Linked DNA regions of Sus scrofa: region 1 is linked to region 2. Evidence: chromatin contacts called from public Hi-C data. All regions are on one chromosome and are shown on one strand. The core of a region is the stretch at or near the end of the contact, and the rest is flanking DNA. Distances in the headings are between cores, read along the strand shown.

Region 1 (5,906 bases), core at 1,029-3,528, 39 kb after region 2:
CTTGTTCCTACTCCTCCCAAGGAGAAGTAAGGTCTCCAACATTTTCGTAGCTGTCCCAAGACCAGTGACAACCTTACAGAGACTAGTGAGGAAGGTAAGACAAATGCCTCAAGGTCAGACTTTGATATATGCGGCAGCTACCAGACATGATAAAGAGGTAGAGGGATAAAGAGATGCCCCAGGGACTTGCCTGCCACTGGAAAAGTCACATGGTGGCTTGGATGGCCGGCAGCTGGGGACACAGAGGCAAGGGCACATTTTGCTTTGGGTGGGGCTGGCCCACCACCCTCCCGGGACACCCACATCTAAAGCTGGGACCCAAGGGTCAGAGAGCGTGTGCTGCTCTTTGCGCCTTCCAGCAGTGCCTGAGGATCAATGGTTTCTGACAGCATTCTGAAAATCCTTCCCAAGCAAGTGTTTGGGGACTATTTACAAAATGAAGAAATGACTACTAGGAAGCAGGGTGGAGTCATTTAGGGAAAGTCACTGAGAACTAGAACACGGGTGGACCCCTCCGAAGACAGTTGAGAGTTTGAGCAGAGGCAGAAGAAACTGCCAAGGATGGAGCATCAGGGATTCTGCGGTTTGGAAGGCAGCTGGACCAGATGACCTCTGACCTGAAGGAAGGGCTTTAGCGGGGCTCAAAGGATGGGGAGGAGCTGGATTGGCAGAGAAACTGGATGTGGGTGGGACTCTTGCTCAAGAGGTAGGTGGTTCTGCCCTGAGGCTGCAGGGACTGCCCTGGGCTGGCGCCTTGGGCGGGCTCAGCCTTGCCCCTTCCCCTCACTCCTCTGGATGGGTCCTGCCACACGACTGCCACCTCTAAATGTTTGCTTCAGAAGTGTCCTTTCACTTTATCACCCAGCTCCCCATCCACTGAAGTCCCACTCAACCTCCAAGAGCATCTGAGTGCCCTTATTACCATCTTGGTGTGGCTGGAAAACAGCACCTGCATAAACCCCAATCTTCTCAGCCAGGCACACAGCTTTCTTACATTTTAACAGGGCCAGGCAGCCTCACCGCGGCCTTCACACCATGTGGTGGGAGATATTTCTCCTGAAGCCCAGCGACTCACAGAACGGTGCGTGGACATGATGGGGCCGTCCTGACCCTCCTGCTAGCGACACTCTTGGCTTGAGCGCGGCTGATGCTAAAAGGACTCCAAATCCTTCAATGGCTCCCCACCCATCTGATGAAGTCCAGGCATCCAAACCCCTTCCAACTCTCTCTGCAGCCTCCTCTCCCACTGCCTCGCTACCGAAACCATCTTTTCCAGGCAAACAGGGTCCCTTCTGCCGTCTCTGGGTCCAAGCCTCCTCTCTACCAGAGAAGCTCCACCGGTCCAGCTCAGCCGGATGAAATCCCAGCCCGCCCTAAAAGCCCAGCTCAAATCACAGCAGCACAGGCCAGGGAGGTGCACGCACCTCCTTCTGTCTTGCTTCACCTTCGTCCGGGCACCCGTCTGCTCCCCGCAAGGCGCAGTGTGTGTCCCTGAACACAGAGCGACCCCGGCTTTGCACACACTTCCTGGCTGTGCGATCCTGGGTAAGTTAACTTCTTCAGGCCTCGCGTTTTGCTTGTTTCTCACGGAGGAGGCGGACCTCCCCCCCCCGAGATGTGTGGTGAGGACACAATCACGCCTAACAGGGCTGCTGCCGGGCCCGCCTCTACCCACGGGAGCAGCTGTCTTGCGCCCCGACCCCGCGCGAGCTGGGCGCTCAGAGGGTGCTCGGTGTCTTCGGCGTCGCAGCCGCCCCGACACCTCCCAGGTGCCACCAGGCCGCTGGGGGGAGCTGGGCGGTGGGCAGAGAAAGGAGACGCGGGGTGGGGGGCGCGGAGAGCGGGGGGCCAGCGGATGGGCGGGGGCAGGAAGCCCCGGCGCCGGCAGGAACTCGGCGTGGGGCGGCCTCGGGGGCGGGCGCGGCCGGTTCCGCCCGCCCAGGCTCGGCCCGGAACGGGGGGCCCGGCCGGCGGGCGCCGTAGGCCCCGGCGGACCCCGCGCCCCGCTCGCCGGAGCCCCAGGCGCGGCGGCCCGGCCCGGCCCCCGGAGCCGCTCCCCAGGGCCTGCGGCGCCGTGTGCTGGGCCCGGGCCGCCCGGGCCCCGCGTCCGCGCGTCCGTGCGCGCGGGCCGCCCTTACCGGAGCCGCGGCCGCCTCGGCCATGGCCCTGTGCTGTCCGGCCGGGCCCGGAGGAAGTCGCCGCCAACGCCGCCGCCGCCAACGCCGCCGCTGCCGCGCGCGGCCCCACGCAGGCCGGCCCCCGGCCTCTCCGCAGGCGGCGCCCGCCCGGCCCTGCCGTCCCCGCCCGCGTCGCCGCGCGCCTCGCTGGTCCGCCCGCGCCGCTCCGCCCGCAGACGCGCCGCCGCCGTCAGCGCCCGGCCGGTCCACACTGCATCCTGGGAGCCGGCGCAGGCCCGTGAGGCTTCCTGGAGGCAGCGCGGCCGCACAGCCCCACCTGCAGCCCGGAGAGGCGAACGGCAGGCGCGGCGCCCGCCCCGCCCGCCCCGCCCGCCGGCCGAGCCCTGGTCCCGGCCCGCCCGCCGGCCTCCCGGGCGTCTGGCCCGCCGATCACCCCGGCCCGCCGCCCCGATCCCCCGACCCCCCGACCGCCGGCCCACCTGCCCACCTGCCCCTCGACCCGCTGACCCCCGCCGGCCGCGAGAGCCTCGGGCTCTGGTCCCCCGCGCCCCGAGGGACTCGGGAGCAGCCGGGCCGCCCCCGGGCGGGGATCGTGGCGACGGCGGCCCCTGCGAGCCCCAGCAGACCCGCGCCTTCTGCCCAAGGGCTCCCGCCACGTCGCCGCTGCTGCTTTAGGTCCCGCCAGGCGCTCTGGGCTTCTTGGGTGTGGACGCGGACGGCTGGACCTCACGTCCGCCCTTGATTTGAAATGCAAAGAAATTCTTCCAACAAGAGGAGTATAGTTCACTAAGCCCTGATAGGCAGCCGCTTAGAACTTTCTATAATTCTAAGATGACCCGTAAAAATATGTTCAACGGCATCAACAGCGGAACACAATACCATCACTTAAAATTATTGTGGTGAAGAACTTGGTATGGGAAGATGTTCATGGCATTTTAAGAGAAGTCTGTCCAGAATGATTTATGTATATATAATAATGATACTTTATGTGTGTGTATGTATGTGCATATGTGTGTGTGTATACATATAAATTGGAAGATTTGAAAGTGTATTAAGTGAAACCACAAGCCATTTTTATACATTTTCTAACTTAAATGTTCTTTATTTTGTCATAGGAGCACGAATATTTTATACCATTTTGTAATCACAAGAATAGTGTTTTTAAACCAGGGAGAGAAAGGCAAATAAATTGGAAAACTCCTCAAGAGGCGAACCGGGCTGGTGGCTGGAGGGAGCTTTGAATGGGGCCCTCGTGTGGCTGCGAGACGCATTTCCTTGCAGAATTTCCTCTTAAGTGGGACTCTCTGGATCCGCGGAACCTGCGGGCCACGTGCTCCGTGTCCTGCTGGGCTTGCGGTCTGGCAGCTGGGGTCTCAACCTGCAGATTGTTGTTTCTTGGTCATTCTGGGCTGAAGGTCCAGGAAGCGGCTTATCCCGGATGTGTTCTTCTTTATGTGTGAAAGCGGAATCTCCCCAGGAGCGGCCTGGGGCCAAGGCTTTCCTCAGACTGTTGCCAGAGGTCGTTTCCAGAGGCCTGATTTTCTTCTTCCCGCTGGTGCTGCTGGCCCAGTTGTCTTCTGAGGTCCACTTCCCGCAGCCCTCAGCTCCCAGGGATTTTGCCCCTCAGTGGGGCTGGGAGTCAGGGAGAGAGATTTTGGAATTGGAGCCCCTGCACCTTTTGTCTTTGGAAGGAAATTCCTGACCAGGCAAATTGGACCTACTCACTGTGGGAGAATGTTCTGGAATCTACTCGGAGGTTGTCTTCCAATTTTTTTTTTTTCCTCTCGCTCTTCTTCCACGTGTTTTTTATCCTTTCCAAATCATGCCTCCCCTCTCCCAGACCCCTGTTTTGTGGGCCGGAAGCTTGTATAATTCGGGGACTATTTTTAAGAAAATAAACCTTCACAGAATTACAAATTTTGAAGAGAAGGTAAGAGCTGGCGCAAGGGGTGTGCTCTGAAGCTTCCTTAGCTTCATAGTCAAGTCCTTGATTTTTCTTTTGTTCAAAGTGTAACCAAGCAGGACCCCACCTGGGCCTTCCTGGGACAGACCCCTCCCCACATCCTCTGCCCTAGCTTTCTTTTGAAGTGCCCAGATAAGGGAATCTGATGCATGTTTCCTGAGTTGTTTTATAGATGCTCAAACTCCCACCAAATGGAAGATGTTAAGTACACACGGCCCCCGGGCCTCAGAGCCTGAGGACTGACAGTGTTAATCCCGTGACACCGCCTGTCACCTCACCATCAGCCAAGCAGAGAATTGCGAGCGGGCCAATTCCTGGAGCTGCTGAATCTAAATCTCTGGGGATGGGTCCTTACTATTGTGGGGAAAGCTTTTTAGAAAGAAGGTCTATTTTTAACAAGCTCCTAGTAGGGTTTATGGGTGGGGTGGGAGTGGGGCTCGGATACACACCTGAACCTGGGGAATAACGACCCACCCAACCTGCCACTAAAGACTGGGATCCACTCACTGCAAAGCATCCTGGGTAGCTGGCCCTGCAGCCTTCAGATCTCCTTTCTCTCCTCTCCCCTACCGTGTCTGGTACAGGGTAGGTTTACAGAGCATAAATGAACCACTTCATACAAATCTTTATGTTTTAAGCCTTTAAATTTTAAAAAATTAATTATGGTTAATTTACAATGTTGTGTCAACTCCAGTCATGCATATGTTCTTTGTCTCACTTAATACGAATCTTGACTCCTTGTTCTATGCAGTGTGACGAACTATGGTCCCAAGAAGGCACTCTCCTCTGGGCTGTCACCACTCCCACCCCACCTCCTCTGCGGAGCAAGGGCACTGCGCACCCATAGCCCCCTCTGAAGGAGCCTGGCGAGGCTGGTGACCATGAGACCACATGTCAGCCCCAGGAGGGGAGAGGCTGAAGCAGGCGGTTCAGACTGTTTAGATGTGGGGGGTGCTGACCCCGGGATCTCCTGCAGGTGCCTCTGTGCTTGAGCACAGCCCGCGTTTTTCCCTCTGGTCCCTTAGTTCTGAGGTTTTCCCTTGGCACCGGGCACATGGCCCAAACGTCCAGTCCTAGGCCTTTCAGCAAGGTCATACTGCTCTTCACCCAATATTTCTAGTTCACTTCCCTGACGGATGCGGCTGGATTGTGCTTCCTGGCCTTTTCTGCCTGGATTGGATTGTGATGTGTTCTGGCCGATGAGTTGTCATTTCTGAGCTAAGCATTTAATTGGGGCCTTTCAAAGATTTCTTTCCCTTTGCCATGGTGACCGGCAATATTGGAGAAGGTGATTATTCTATCAGCCTCTATCCTGGTGACCTCGAATAGGTCTCCTAGCCAACTTCTGATGAGCACGTAGCACAAGCGTGAAACGAGCCGTTACTGTAATAAGCCCCATGACTTTGGGTTTCACAGTTACTGCAGCAGACCCCGGCCCATCCTGACCCATACCAGGGCTTGGCAGAAGTTGGCTGGGCATCAGGGAAGATGTCCTTGACTCCAGGTGGTGTCTGTTCAAGCTTGATGCCTCTCACACATGCCTTTCTCACACCCAAGGGAAAGAAGGTACCAAGAGCTTGCACAGAGAACCTGCCCTGCAGCCCTCAGAGCTGGAGAACCAGCGTTGGCTCTGGACTTCCTCTATGGGGCGGGCACTGGGTTCTTTCTAGAATCGCTCAGGAGGAGCCACAGGGGGCTCTGAGGGGCCACCTCCTTTCCAGCTCTTCTGCGGGGAGGCTCTGCCCGTCTCTAGGACCGGCTGGCTGTGGACCAGCCCTTCACAGACATTCACGCCATGGCACTCG
Region 2 (6,495 bases), core at 3,721-6,220:
TGTCACAGGTGTCATTTCACGAGTGGCGGCATGAGAGAGGAGGGAGGGCGCTGGCTCTGAATGAGAACACTTGGCTTTCTGTCCTGTCCACCCCAACGCTGCCCAGGTCGCCTGGCCGTCATGCAGCTTCTCTGTTCTCAGGGCCCTCATCCATCAGGGACACACCTGCTACCTCGCTGAGTTCTTGGAGCATATCGCGCATTAAATAAAACACAACTTTGAAAGACAATAGAGAATTTTGTCAATGCCAGGCTGTCCCAAGGCTGCCAGCAAGGTGGGGCTGGTTCTGTTAAGAGACTTGCCTTGAAGGTGAACCTGACATCCAGCCCCACGGCTTCGGCTTGTGTTATCAGGCAGCCGTGGCGCCCCTGTCCTTCCCCTCACTTTGTCCACCAGGGAGGGCACCCCAGGACCTTAAGTTTCCCAGACTCTGCTAAAAGCTGAAGTGCTGACTTATCAATAACATTTCTCAAAGGGTTAATCCTGGGCGGGTTCGCCTTTACGACCTGCTCTACGACCCGGTCCCTGCTGGAGAGGCAGAATGGGCTACTGGGCCTTGGGGCCGGCTCCCACTGTGTGCAGAGGGGAGAGAGACACCGAGACAGGTGCGAGGATGCCAGTGCAGACTGTCCTGGGGAGCCGAGGCTCCTGGGGCAGATGGCCCACGGCGGTGGGTGTGTCCTGGCCGTGCAGGGTTCCCCCCATGGTCCGCGAGGAGAAACGGAGGCCTGGACCGGAAGCAGAGCTGAAGTAATCAGTTCTGTGATCTGTGTCAAGGTTGGTGGGGACTAGAATCAAAATAAAGGCGGTTCCTTCAGTCAGTCACCCCCCCACCCCACCTTGTGATGACCATGTTGAGAGAATGCTCGTGTCATCAGGGAGGCGAAGCCAAGGGCTTCTGAGTGACCAGCTCTGCGTTCAGCTATCCAGACAATCAATATGCTTATTGGAACTGAACAGAATTTCTTCTGCATCAATGTTTGTCCATTTCTTCATAATCTCCCTTCAGTGAATCTGCTGAATGGCCAATTACTCTGCACCAAATACAAGTTGTCTTTGAAGTACCCGAAAGTCCCCTTTGATTTCTTTGAAAACTAGCATATCCCTGGTGTCCAGTCTGAAATATAGCACGTGCTCAACAAACGTCTGTAGAATGAATAGTGTAAATGATTGTGTTACCAAAAAAAAGGGATTAGACTAAACAAAGTTCCTTTGGTCATCTATCAAAGCCACCAAAACCCATTTGTGTCTTCTATTGCTTTCTTTTCTTTGTTCATTCATTCACTTAGGGATAGCTCAACTGAGACAGCATCACACTTTTAAGCCAGGGATTGAGGGAGTTCCCGTTGTGGTGCAGTGGTTAACGAATCTGATTCAGAACCATGAGGTTGTGGGTTCGATCCCTGGCCTTGCTCACTGGGTTAAGGATCCGGTGTTGCCATGAGCTGTGGTGTAGGTTGCAGACACGGCTCGGATCTGGCGTTGCTGTGGCTGTGGCATAGGCCGGCGGCTACAGCTCCGATTCGACCCCTAGCCTGGGAACCTCCATATGCCATGGGAGCAGCCCTAGAAAAAGGCAAAAAGACAAAAAAAAAAAAAAAAAAAAAAAAGGATTGAAGATTTAAGACCTAGTTCAGGCCAGAGGTTTTGAGTTATTTGATCCCATAGCTCGGCACTGAACCAGATGTGAGACTAATGAGTCAGGTGGCAGCTAACAATTATTTGACATTTATTATGTGCCATGAACTCTGTTTTAAAGGGTTAATCTTCACAAAACCCTATGCACAGGGACTACTAGACTTAGCACAGGGAGGCACCAAGGCCTGGAGAGGCTAAGTAACCAGCCCAAGGTCACAGAGCAGTCTGGCTCCAGAGCCTGGGCCTCTGCCTGCACCGTACAGGTTGCCTCTAGGCCTCATCTGTCAACTGAGACAGCCGGTCAGTATGTGTTCTGAATTCTTTTTGCCTCTAAGATTTGGAGGCTTGCAGATTAAACAAAGACCTGTGGGAAGACATTTCCATCTGATGCTGGGGTCAAAGACCCCTTTGAAAAGCTAATGAGAATTATGGATTCTCTCCCTCAAAAAACACACAAGGGCATCCATACAAAATTCTGCAGGCACTCTCAAGGGTTTCGCAAAGCCCTGAACCTGATGGCTCATCAACAACCAAGCCACCCCTCCACTCTGCACGGGTGAGGGCAAGACTGGCCGACCCTCTGAGATGGGAGCCTCAGCCACAGGGAAAGTGACGAGCATAATGCAACACAACAGGCACATTGATAGCCCTGTCCTCACAGGAGGATTAGGGTCTTTGCCTACGACTAGTAGGAAGAAGGGGGGCCAAGTTAGTCTCCCAGAGTAATACAGAGGTTTAACTGAAACAATGCAGAAAGGCTTCAGGACTGGAAAATAAAGCCATTAGGGCCAAGACATCTTTACTAACTAGTCTAATCGAAGCTCAAAGGAAAATACCAGTTCTTCGCTCTCTGTTATTAGACTGTCTCGATCCATTTCTGGATTTGGAGGACTGCAGAGCACGAGGGGCCACAAGGGCACATCCCCTCCAGTACCCCCGAATGAGAGACCCTTGCTGTAATGTCATCAGTCCCAGGAAACCTGTGGCTCGATATTACCCTAAGCAGATAGAAATGGCCCAAGAGAAGGCTGGAGCTGTAAATACAATATGTAAGAAGCAGCTTGCATTCTTTCCTGTTGGGGGCAGGGAGAGAATTCTCCTGGTTCCTATTTCACAGGATTGAACCCACCCTCCCTACCCGTGCATCATCCTAAGCTGGTGGGGTCTCCAGGATTCATCCATGAGCAGGAAAACACATACTCATACCCATCTGACTTAGAAAAAAAGCTGTGCCATTGTCTTGTCATACCCAGCGTGGTTCACGCAGAACTACACACTATTCAAGGGCCCTAGAGGTCTAAGCATTTCAAAGCCACTTTATTTGATTTTTCCAAGCAGTGTTTACATATCATCACTATTGCTATTATTATTTTAAGACCTGAGAGGCCTTTTAGCAAGCCGTAAATCCCCAGGCCTTGATGGACACAACAGGAAACTGAGGCTCAGGGGCACTGCCTTCCTTCCATGCAGCAATCCTCCTCCCAGCACCGGCTACTGCATCTCAAAGAGCAAGTCTGCGGGCAGGTTTTTAAGAACGGCCCCCCCGAAGAGGCACGCCAGCCCCTCAGGCTGTAGCACATCGCTCCCCAGGCCCCATCCGTCCCGACAGCCAGAGTTCGACCCGGACCCCCGGACGCAGAGACCCGAGGCCCAGGCGCCGGAGCCCGAGAGTCACCTGCTCCCCACGCCGGAGACGATCGGCTGGGCGCTGCCCGGCCTCCCCCCGCCCACCCCCCGACGGGCCGCGTCCCCGGCGCGCCGGCCCAGGCCCCCCACCCCCGGGGAGGCCGCCGCCAGGGCCGCCCGCTCCCCGTCCAGGCCCGCGGCCCCGAGGCAGGCGTTTCTGGGCACGCGGGCGCCGCGCCACGGATGGCTCGCTACGTGACCTTGGGGCAGGCAGGGCCGGTCGCCGCCAGGTGTCCGTGCCTCAGTGTCTCCGCTCTGCGAAATGGGGAGAGCCGCGTCAGCGCCGCGCTCCGGCCGCGGGAGGCTCCGCGGGGCCGAGCTCTGCGGAAGACGTGCGGCGGCAACCCCGACGGACGCAGCGCCGGCTCCGCAGGGAGCGAGGCGCGCCGCCCCGCCGCCCGCCTCCCGGCCCGCGTGCGTGCCAGGCCCCGGGCGTCCCCGCAGCCGCGCCCGGACGGCGGCCGGCTCCGCGGCCCGGCTCCCCGCCCGCCGCCGCCCCCCCGCGCCCGCCCAGCCGGGGCGCGCGAGCCCCCGGGCCCCCCGCCCCCACGTCGCGGCCGTTCCGTCCCTTACCGAGACCCCAGGCCGGGCCGCCGAGCCCGGGACGCGCAGGCCGTCCCCAGGGCCCCGAGTCCGCGCGTCCGTGCGCGCGCGGGCCGCCCTCACCGGAGCCGGGGCCGCCTCGGCCATGGCCCTGCGCTGTCCGCCCGCCGCCGCCGCCGCCGCCGCGCGGCCCCACGCAGGCCGGCCCCCGGCCTCTCCGCAGGCGGCGCCGGCCCGGCCCGGCCTTGCCCGCCCGGGCTCTCGCGGCCGTCGGGCCCGGCCTGCTCGCGGCGGGCGGGGACGGAGCGGCCGAGCCCGGCGGCGGCGTCGGAGCGGGGCGCGCGGCGGTGCGGCGGCTCCGCGGGCTGCGCCCCGGCCGCGAGCTGGGCCCCGGCCCTCAGCACCGGCCCCCGGCCCGCGCGCAGCCCCTCAGCGGCCGCGGCTGCGACCCCGGCTCCGGCCCCGGCCCCGCTGCGAGCTGCGCTGCCGTCCCGGCGCCTCTTCAGCAGGGGAGCTGCACCGCAGCTGCCATGTTGATACAAACTGCATCCTGGGAGGCATGTCCCTCTCAGGCCGTTTAAAGAGAAACACTCCGAGGCTCGTCGGAGGCGGCAGGAACCCAGACAGCTCCATCTACAGCCGGTAGGAGCGAACAGTGTGTCGAGCGAGCAGCCAGGCGGCGACGGACACGCCCTGAGCCCCGGGCCGGCCCGTCGTGCCGCCCGGGCCGGCCCGCCCGGGCCTCCCCCCGCCCCGGGGCCCCCCGGCCGCTCACCTGGGGTCCTCGCCTCCCCGGGGCGCCTGGGGCGAGACCCGGAGGCGCGAGAGCGGAGCGGCGGCGAGAGCGCGCGGCGAGGCGGCGCGGCGGGGTCTGGAGGCGGCTTGATTGGCTCCGACAGCCTTCCTCCCGCCGGATCCCCCCGCGCCTCTCAAACCCAGAACCCGGGGCGCTCGCTTTCAAAACCTGCGCTCACAAAGGGATCTGGGAAGCCCGTCGCCCCACAGAAAGAGGCCCGGAGTTCATGTGACCAGCGCCGTGCAGCCCGGGTTCCAGGGGCGCAGGGGGTTGGGTGCTTTTGTGAAACGCCCGAGTGGTGTTTTCGACCTGAAAGGACAGCGCGCCGCGCACCGGGGCGGGGGCGGGGGCGGGGGGCGGCCGGCGGCGCAGGCCCCGCGCCGGGGAGGAAACTGAGGCCCGGGGCAGCGGCCTCTCGGGGCCTGGTGGGCGCGCGCGCTCTCACCCGGGGCGCGAGCCTCCAGGCAGCGGGGGAGCGTGGAGTGGGCGACTCCCCTCCCCGGACAGGTTCGCGCCCACCCCCGTTTGCGGAGCGCCCGCGAGCTGGCCAGCGCTGGGCAGGACCCGAGAAAAGAAGGACGGAGGAAGTACAGGCAGGCCTCCTGGTTGCAGGTGGCGAAAACCGCCGGGACTAACGGAAGGAGAGAAGAAGGCAGACGCTCTGTGTTCACCTAAAGGGACCCCAGGGGGCTCAGGGGTGGTGTTGCCCGGGAGGCGGCCGGGCCGGCCTTATTTTGCTGTCAGCTCGGACCCCCCTCGAAAGGGGGACAGTGAGGGCAGAGCCCACGCCGGGGCCCCGGCGTCCTTTCCCTCCCCTTCCCGGCCCTTTCCTATCGGGCAGCATCGAACAGTGCATTCCGCTCGTTTCGCTGTTTCCCATTTTTATGTGGCTGCTGTGCTTCGGCCCACACCCTGTCGGGACTTGCCTTTTTTCGGCGCATCATTATGTTTTTGAGATATAGTCATCTTCAGATAGGCATATCTGGTTCATTTTAACCACTGTATAGTATTTCACTGGAGAAACTCCAGTTGACCCCCCTTCCCGGGAGGGGTGTCTGTAGACATGCCACGTTGCCTACCATGCAGTGGCCCTCCGAGGGACAGGGAGACCCAGACACCCAGGGGCCTGGGTGACAGTGTCGCTTTCATCCTCCCTGGGCTCCGAAGTGCTCACCAGAGGGAGAGGGCCCAGGGGCACGTCCACCAGCAGGGCCTGCGTCCTGTTTTCACATCCTCACCAACGCTTACAGATAATGGCCTGAAAACATTTGCCAGTAGGATGAATGTGAAACCGCAGTTCATTATTTTACTTTGTGTTTAGATTTGTATTTCCCTGATTATGAAGGAAGTTGAGGAGTTCCTGTCATGGCTCAACAGAAACGTATCTGACGAGCATCCATGACGTCGCAGGTTGGTTCCTTGGCCTCACTCAGTGGGTTAAGGATCTGGCATTGCCTTGACGTGCATTGCTTGGATCCTGCATGGCTATGGCTGTGGTGTAGGCCAGCGGCTATGGCTCCAATTTGACCCCTAGCCTGGGAGCCAACATATGACAGGGGTTTGGCCCTAAAAAAAAAAAAAAAAAAAAAAAAAAAAAAAAAGGGAAGTTAAACATCTTTTCATATTTACTAGATGTATGGTTTCTTTGTGAATTTCCTCTTTATATCCTTTGTGGGTATTTCTGCTGTAAAGTTTTTTTCTTATTGTTTTATAAGTTTTTTTTGTTTTGTTTTGTTTTTGTTTTTTTGTCTTTTTGCTATTTCTTGGGCCGCTCCCATGGCATATGGAGGTTCCCAGGCTAGGGGTCGAATCGGAGCTGTAGCCCCCGGCCT

What was found. A called contact is a pair of places that touch in the nucleus more often than the background predicts.
Region 1: a Hi-C map of skeletal muscle shows a contact between it and region 2, with 5 times the contacts expected there. The contact joins the promoter of ZNF746 here to the promoter of ZNF777 in region 2. A contact is called at or near these places in 4 of 47 Hi-C or Micro-C datasets (epiblast stem cells, heart right ventricle, skeletal muscle and 1 more) and 2 of 2 datasets of contacts at active chromatin or transcription factors (alveolar macrophages and skeletal muscle).

What each region holds. Positions count from the first base shown.
Region 1 is chr18:55,682,298-55,688,203 of Sscrofa11.1, forward strand. It overlaps ZNF746 (zinc finger protein 746), which reads right to left and starts at 2,279. Exons shown (of 8, transcript XM_021078687.1): 1 at 2,139-2,279. The coding sequence starts at 2,162.
Region 2 is chr18:55,640,749-55,647,243 of Sscrofa11.1, forward strand. ZNF777 (zinc finger protein 777) reads right to left here and starts at 4,971. Exons shown (of 6, transcript XM_003134910.5): 1 at 4,643-4,971.